2 separate regions of the Mus musculus genome follow, and region 1 is linked to region 2. Evidence: chromatin contacts called from public promoter capture Hi-C data. All regions are on one chromosome and are shown on one strand. The core of a region is the stretch at or near the end of the contact, and the rest is flanking DNA. Distances in the headings are between cores, read along the strand shown.

Region 1 (3,268 bases), core at 730-3,229, 2.5 Mb before region 2:
AATATATGTGTTCTAAGTCATACCCAGCAACAGAGGTACAACTTGGGTCTATTTTTTTCATCATCATCATCAACAACAACAACAACCAAACAAAACCTGAAGATCTTTTTAAAATTAAAGTGAAACAAAATAATATAGCCAGACTTTATCAGGATATTTATAACCTTTCCTTGATTGGTCACAATAGAGCCCTGCAACTCCGTTCCTTCATGGAATATCTATGGAATTTGCTTTCATAAGCCTCTTGTAACTGTATAATATTAAATATTGAGGGGAAGTTATAATACATCCTTCACATGGTACTTCTAAAAAGGATCAACTGTGGTATTTTCCACTTTCTTCAAATAGGTATTGCTGGCCATTTACACCAACTCAAGCAACAGGCTTTTCTGCCATGACCTCCCTTTGTAAATTTTGTATACTTAGTAGCCGTTGTAAATCCTCAAGGCACAAAAGTGGCTAGGTCTTGGCCTCAGGAGCTCTAGCAAGGGTGTAAAGGCTAAAACAGCTGTAACTGCCTTTCTAGTGCTTCAAGGCAGGAAATAGCCAGACCCCCCCCCCCACACACACATGTGCCCTTGACTTCCCTAATGGTCATCTTTTAAAGGCTGTAATAGCCATTCCCAGCCCAGGTCTCGCCGTACAAGAAAAAAGTAAAATAAAATCCCAGACCACCCTGGAAAGTAACCCCCCACCCCAGAATCCTGATATATTTCCCCATCCCCCAATTCTGCCCAGTTCTCTGTTGCTTCTCTTCCAAGCAGGGCAACCACCCTCCTTAGCTTTTCCCTCCAAATTAATCCCTTGCCTGAGCTTAGTTGTGCAGCAAGACTTTGTGGTATTCCTTGGCTCCTGACTGCCAGGATACCTTTTGGAGCAGAACTGTCACAGGGAAAATTTTCTATGAGCCAGAGCAAAGCTGTAACACCTGCATCAGGGAAACTTTCCCAGCAGCTGAAGCCTTCCCCTAACAGAGCCGTAACACTTAAAGATGTGTTACCAGCGACACAAGAGACAGTGTCCACAGGGAATTATAGTCTCTAAGCTTATTTGCAAGCTATCTTAACAAACTGACAAGTGTTCTCACAACAAAGACGGAAGAGAATGAAAGGCAGGGGCAGGAGTCAGGTATAAGCCAAGGAACGTCTGAAGCACCAGATGCTGAAGATACATGGGACGTCCACTCACTCCTTGGGGCTTCAAAAAGGGCCCCCTGCTCAACCAACTAACATCTGCATTTCAGAACAGTTAGGCAGTAAGGTTCTGTTGTTTGGCGCGACGTGGGATCCCCTGGAACTGCCGCCATGTAGGTGCTGGGAAATGAACCCAAGTCCTCTCCAAGAGCAGAAAACAGCTTAGCCATCTCTGCAGCCCCCAAGACCAAGTTTGTTTCTATTGCTTCCTCGCTAAAATGGAGTAATACCTTAAATATATATCCTAAAGTGGAACCGTGGGGGAAAAAATGCATGCCCAAGAACGGGCCTACATTAAAAACGCCACACACACATTTATGGAAAGAGCTTTTCACAATATTTGACTGTGCTCCGTTCTTTACACTTATGGTTCCCGAGGGATCTAATTTATCCGGAGATTCGCAGCTAGGGTGGGAAATAAGGGAGACATGGGTGTTGGCAAACACGATTACAACAGAAGAGACTCCGGTACAGCTTTTACCCTCCAGGCTAGACTAACGACGCAAACAGACACTAACGAGCGAGCTGTCCCAACGCTAACCCAGCTTGCAGACTTCGCTGTCTTTTAACTCCTTCAGGACCTGGGTGGCCCTCGCGAGAACCCGCGTCGTTCCCAGAAATCTGCAGGCTCAAGCGTCACTTTCCCAAGCCACGGACTCGTCTTCCACGGGACGGATCCCTTCGAGGGCCAAAACTCATGCAGCCCTCTCAGACGAGAGGTGTGGCGAAAATGGACCAACAGGAACTACGGATTTCGTGTTTCCTAAGCTCCACCCCTTGACCCCAGTACCAGGACGTAACGCTACAATCAGCGGATCCGGGGCGGGGCAGAACGCGGAAGCGGAAGCGGAAGCGGCGGGGGGTGGTGGCGGAACTCTGCGAGTTTCTGCCCCACGTGTGCGGTGAGTGTTGTGGAGAGTTTGGTGCGGGAAGTGTGGGGCGAGTGTCCGCCGGCCGCTCGGGAGCGGGGAGCTCTGCGGGGTGGTGGGCGAGCGGCGTCTTCAGCTCCATCTCCGGGACGGTCTACCTGGCCGCTTCTCTGGCCCGGAGTTGGAGGAACCCTGGCGAGGGCAGGGGTTAAGCCCTCTCTGTTAACTTGATTATTGTAGAGCTAAAGGAACAAGTTTCGCTGTCAAACTCCGGCCTGTGCGAGTCACAGTCAGCCCACTCGTCCCGTGTCAGACGTTGTGCATAGGAGCAGTGCAGGGAAAACTGAAGCGATCCATAAGCCAAGCATGATGGGAGGCAAGAGTATTTTAAACAGAGGCAGTGGGATGTCCCGGAGGTGGAAGTCAGGAGTAAGGCGCGGACTGGACAAAGAGGAAGGTAGAACTGTGGAGCCTTGGTGTCGAGTCTCTTTATTTTTGTGTAGTGGGAAGTATTTTGCTTTGTGTTCCTAGGCATATAAAATAATGAAGGATTATTAGAAAAGATCGGGAGGCTCATGGTAGGTCTTGACTCTCTTAAGGAGATTTTTGATGATTTGCATTGAGTGTTGGTAGTAGAGACAGAGGTATCTTTAAGGAGACTGCAGGATAACTTACTGTTGGGTACACGATGACTACCAAAGAAGTGAACATCAGGAGCCGTGCTCCAGTTTTCTCTCTGCGAAGTGGAGTAGATGGTCCCCGTTGAATACAGCAGGAATAGACAGGGAGAGAAAGATAGTAATTTGTAGTGGAATGCAGAGGATTGTGTCTCAGACATTAAGCATAAGACGCCAGTTATATACATAATCAAGAAGTGTTGAGGACTCAGGTCTGTGTAGGACGTTATCTCAGGGTCCCAAGGCTGCACAGTCTAGAATACCTAATTTGCTTGTCTTGCTCTTGGATTAGCCGTTAATTTGATTGCTTAGTAACTTGGTGAACAGTGCTTTAAGTGACCAGGGTTAACATCATCATGACTGCCGCATAGCTTTGTCACTGTGAGAGCAGCACTTCTTTGCTGTCATGTGCCACCCCTTCCCCTGGCCCAAGCATAACCTCAGTCTAATAATGAAAATCTTAAACTCCCAAAGGGGACATAACCTGGAAAAAAGGACATGAGGTGGCTACATTAACTGTATCTTGGAA
Region 2 (3,195 bases), core at 323-2,822:
GGTGCCCACTAGCAGGGACTATTAAACCCCTAGTCCTTAGGAGTCACTAAGCTGTTTTCTGTATCTCTAGATTTGCCTGTCATGGACATTCTTCTATATTAATGGACTTGCATAATGTATAGTTTTTATGAATGGATTTATTTTTAGCACATCTTTGAGATATGCTTATCTGGTAGCAGGTAGCCAGTACTTTGTACCTGTTTTTCACCAATTAATTTTTCCAGTCTGGATATGTGGCATTTTGTTTGTCTATCAGTTGATGGGTGTTTAGAGTACATTGAACACCCAATGTATATAACTTATTAAAACCTCATTTTGAGGGGCTGGAGAGAGAGCTCAGCATTTAAGAGCACTGACTGCTCTTCTAGAGGTCCTGAGTTCAATTCCCAGCAACCATATGGTCGTTCACAGCCATCTGTAATGGGATCTGATGCCCACAGAGCAATGCTTGCTAGCCCCTCTTAAAGCCTGAAATTAAACATGGTCAAAACACATAAAAAGATGCTCAGTTTTGTTCAAATCCAAAGAAATACAACTGATGATCACATTGAGGTACTATTTTGTATTTAATTGGGAAAAAAATTCATGTCTGCTAATATTGACATTACACCAATATGATCTCTTACATTGTTGGGAAAATGTATGACTGTCTCAAAATGAAACAAAACAGCAACACCTGAAAACAATTGACAGGAAATTCAGTAGTGAAGCTGGAAATCCAGCAAACCCCAAGAGAGTATACATTGAATGGTACTCTTTTTTATGAAATTGAAAAACAAACAATGGTCAATGTTATTTATGTGCGTGTGTATAAGGACAAACCATAACAAACACATAAAGGAATGTTCAGTATTCCCAAGAAGATTCATGATTATAGTTAGTATTCTAGGCTGGGGTAGAAGAGATGCAATTTAATGTTTTTGGGTTAGGGTACTATCAAGGAATCCACTATAAACACACACAAAGGAGTCCAGAGACTAATGAGAATATTATGAACCAATAAATACAATTATTGATCTGAGTTTACCTTATGTCCAAGTAAAGGAGAAAGAAAAATAAATAAAACTATTACATTGTAAAAGATGAGATAGCTATAATACATAATTATCATTGTAGAATAATTATAATATATAGCATGACTTCACAATTACTCTTTTCCTTGTGAATGAAAGAGATGGACTTCATGAGAATAAAAAAAAAATGGCAACTTGAAAAATGTCTGTCCTGTGGTGAAGCTGCCCAAGCCTAATAGGTGTTGCCTCAGCCCAAGCAACAGACAGTGGCTAACAGCTGGAGCCCACTACAGCTTCGAGGCAAGGGAGCTCCTAGCGTCCTAACAGCAAAGTGCAGTTTGGCCCACGGGCAGAGGGCACGCCCCTAGAGCGTGCTTCACACCCGGGGGGTGTGTCCCTCTCTATAAGGGGCGTGTCCACTGTGCGTGGGGGTGTATCTATCTCTGCGTAGGGGCGTGCCTCCCCCGGGAAGGCGTGTCTAGTTTGAATAGTGGCGTAGCTGGAGGGCGGGCTGGTTCCTCAGAGGCCTGCTCCGCGACGCGTTGTGGTGACATCATCAGCCCCGCGCCGACTGAATCCTGTCGCGGAAACGCGACTGGCGGCAGCTCTTTAGTTCTGGAGTCACTGGTGTCCTGCTGGCGGCATGTTACCTGCTGTGAAAACTGTGGAGGCGGAAGAAGAGTACGCGGAGGATTGTCCTGAATTGGTCCCCATTGAGACCAAGAACCAAGAAGAGGAAAATCTTGACTTCATCACTAAGATTCCAGTCACAATTGTCACCGGGTACTTAGGTAATTAAGGGGGGCTGCCGTGTCTCCTCAGGCACCCGGGCCTCCTGGCCGAGGACGAATCTTCGAGGTAGGGGCTGGGGCCTCTCTTCTAGCATTTTCAAAGGTAGTTTTGAAACTCAGACTCACCTAATGTTATGGTCTCTTGATTAAGTTGTCTTTCATTTGTGAAGCTCATCTCCCCTCAGTTTAGAGTAGAAATAATAAAGTCATCTGAGTTTTCTCATTAAAAAACAGAAAAACAAAAAACCAAAGCAAAACAAAGCCAAATGGTCTATTGTTATTAAAGGATGCCCTGGTCAAGGAAAAAAAAAAAAAAAGAAAGAAAAAGAAAACAAAGATGCCGACTGTAGATTGCCTGACACCTTGCTTAGTGGATTCCATTTCACAGGAACCAAACTCTTCCAGCCATTAGTGACAAGTCCTAAACTGTGCCCTCCCCTTTTGAGGTCCGCTTGGAAAGCACTGTTAAGAGATTGATTTAGAGTAAGACCTTTGTTTTGGGAACTTTCCTAAGCTGGGGGTCTTGAGGGTGCACCTCGGGGGTGTGGTCCTTGGAAAACACAGATTTGTGAAACACGGTGCAGTTTTCTGAAGATCAGTCCACGTGCTTATTTTTTGTTGGAAATGTCTAGATATCCTTTTAAAGCATTACAGTTAACAGCAACAACAAGTAAGTGGCTGAAAATGTGGACAAATAAAAATTGTGGAAAAAATATGAATCAAGTGGTACTCTCATTCCTGTGTGTTGCAACAGACAAGTTGAATCTCGGTGCACCCTTTAGATACAACAAAGAAATCACTGTTGTCTCCACACCACCAGGTTTTGTTTGTTTGTTTGTTTGTTTGTTTGTTTTTCCCCTTCTAGAGTCAGACCAAGGATATTCTAGATTTTACTTGGGCTTCATTTTTATAAAGGAATAACGTTTTGGATTCAGATGCTATTCTATAGAATCAGAGCAAATTTCCTGGTCCAAAGAACATACTTCAGAGTTGGCCCTTGGCCTTTCTGCATTTGGCTTACTGATAGATGAAAGGGACAATACAGGTAATGGCCTGAAGCTCTGAGATCAGGACTAACTCCACCAACCTCCTTGTTCCTGACTGAACCTAGGGGACAGCTGGCCTCCTGTGTCTTTTTTTAAATTTTGATATACCGGGAACACTGTTCCACTAGCCTCCACATTTTCGTTGTTTTTCAACCTATTTCTCTGGCTTCCATCCTTCAGATTCACTTCTGTATAGTTTTTAGTTTAATGTCTTACAGGCATTTCCATACTTAACATGTCCAACACTCTGGACACTAATAATTTCTCAAATCCTGCTCCTGAGATTCCCAACCATCTGCAACACTAACAATATTTCCTCCTAACTCTGGTAGTCCTGAGTCTCCC

Evidence for each region. Promoter capture Hi-C pulls out the DNA fragments that hold promoters and counts their contacts.
Region 1: a promoter capture Hi-C map of liver shows a contact between it and region 2, with 3 times the contacts expected there. A contact is called at or near these places in 3 of 39 promoter capture datasets (hippocampal neurons, liver and pre-B cells), 3 of 484 Hi-C or Micro-C datasets (CD8 T cells, the G1E-ER4 cell line and muscle stem cells) and 1 of 9 other capture datasets (adipose tissue).

What each region holds. Positions count from the first base shown.
Region 1 is chr19:27,428,619-27,431,886 of GRCm38.p6, reverse strand. Pum3 (pumilio RNA-binding family member 3) reads left to right here and starts at 1,979. Exons shown (of 18, transcript NM_177474.5): 1 at 1,979-2,095. C030016D13Rik (RIKEN cDNA C030016D13 gene) reads right to left here and starts at 1,850. Exons shown (of 1, transcript NR_027987.1): 1 at 1-1,850.
Region 2 is chr19:24,959,993-24,963,187 of GRCm38.p6, reverse strand. It overlaps Cbwd1 (COBW domain containing 1), which reads left to right and starts at 1,572. Exons shown (of 15, transcript NM_146097.3): 1 at 1,572-1,804. The coding sequence starts at 1,657.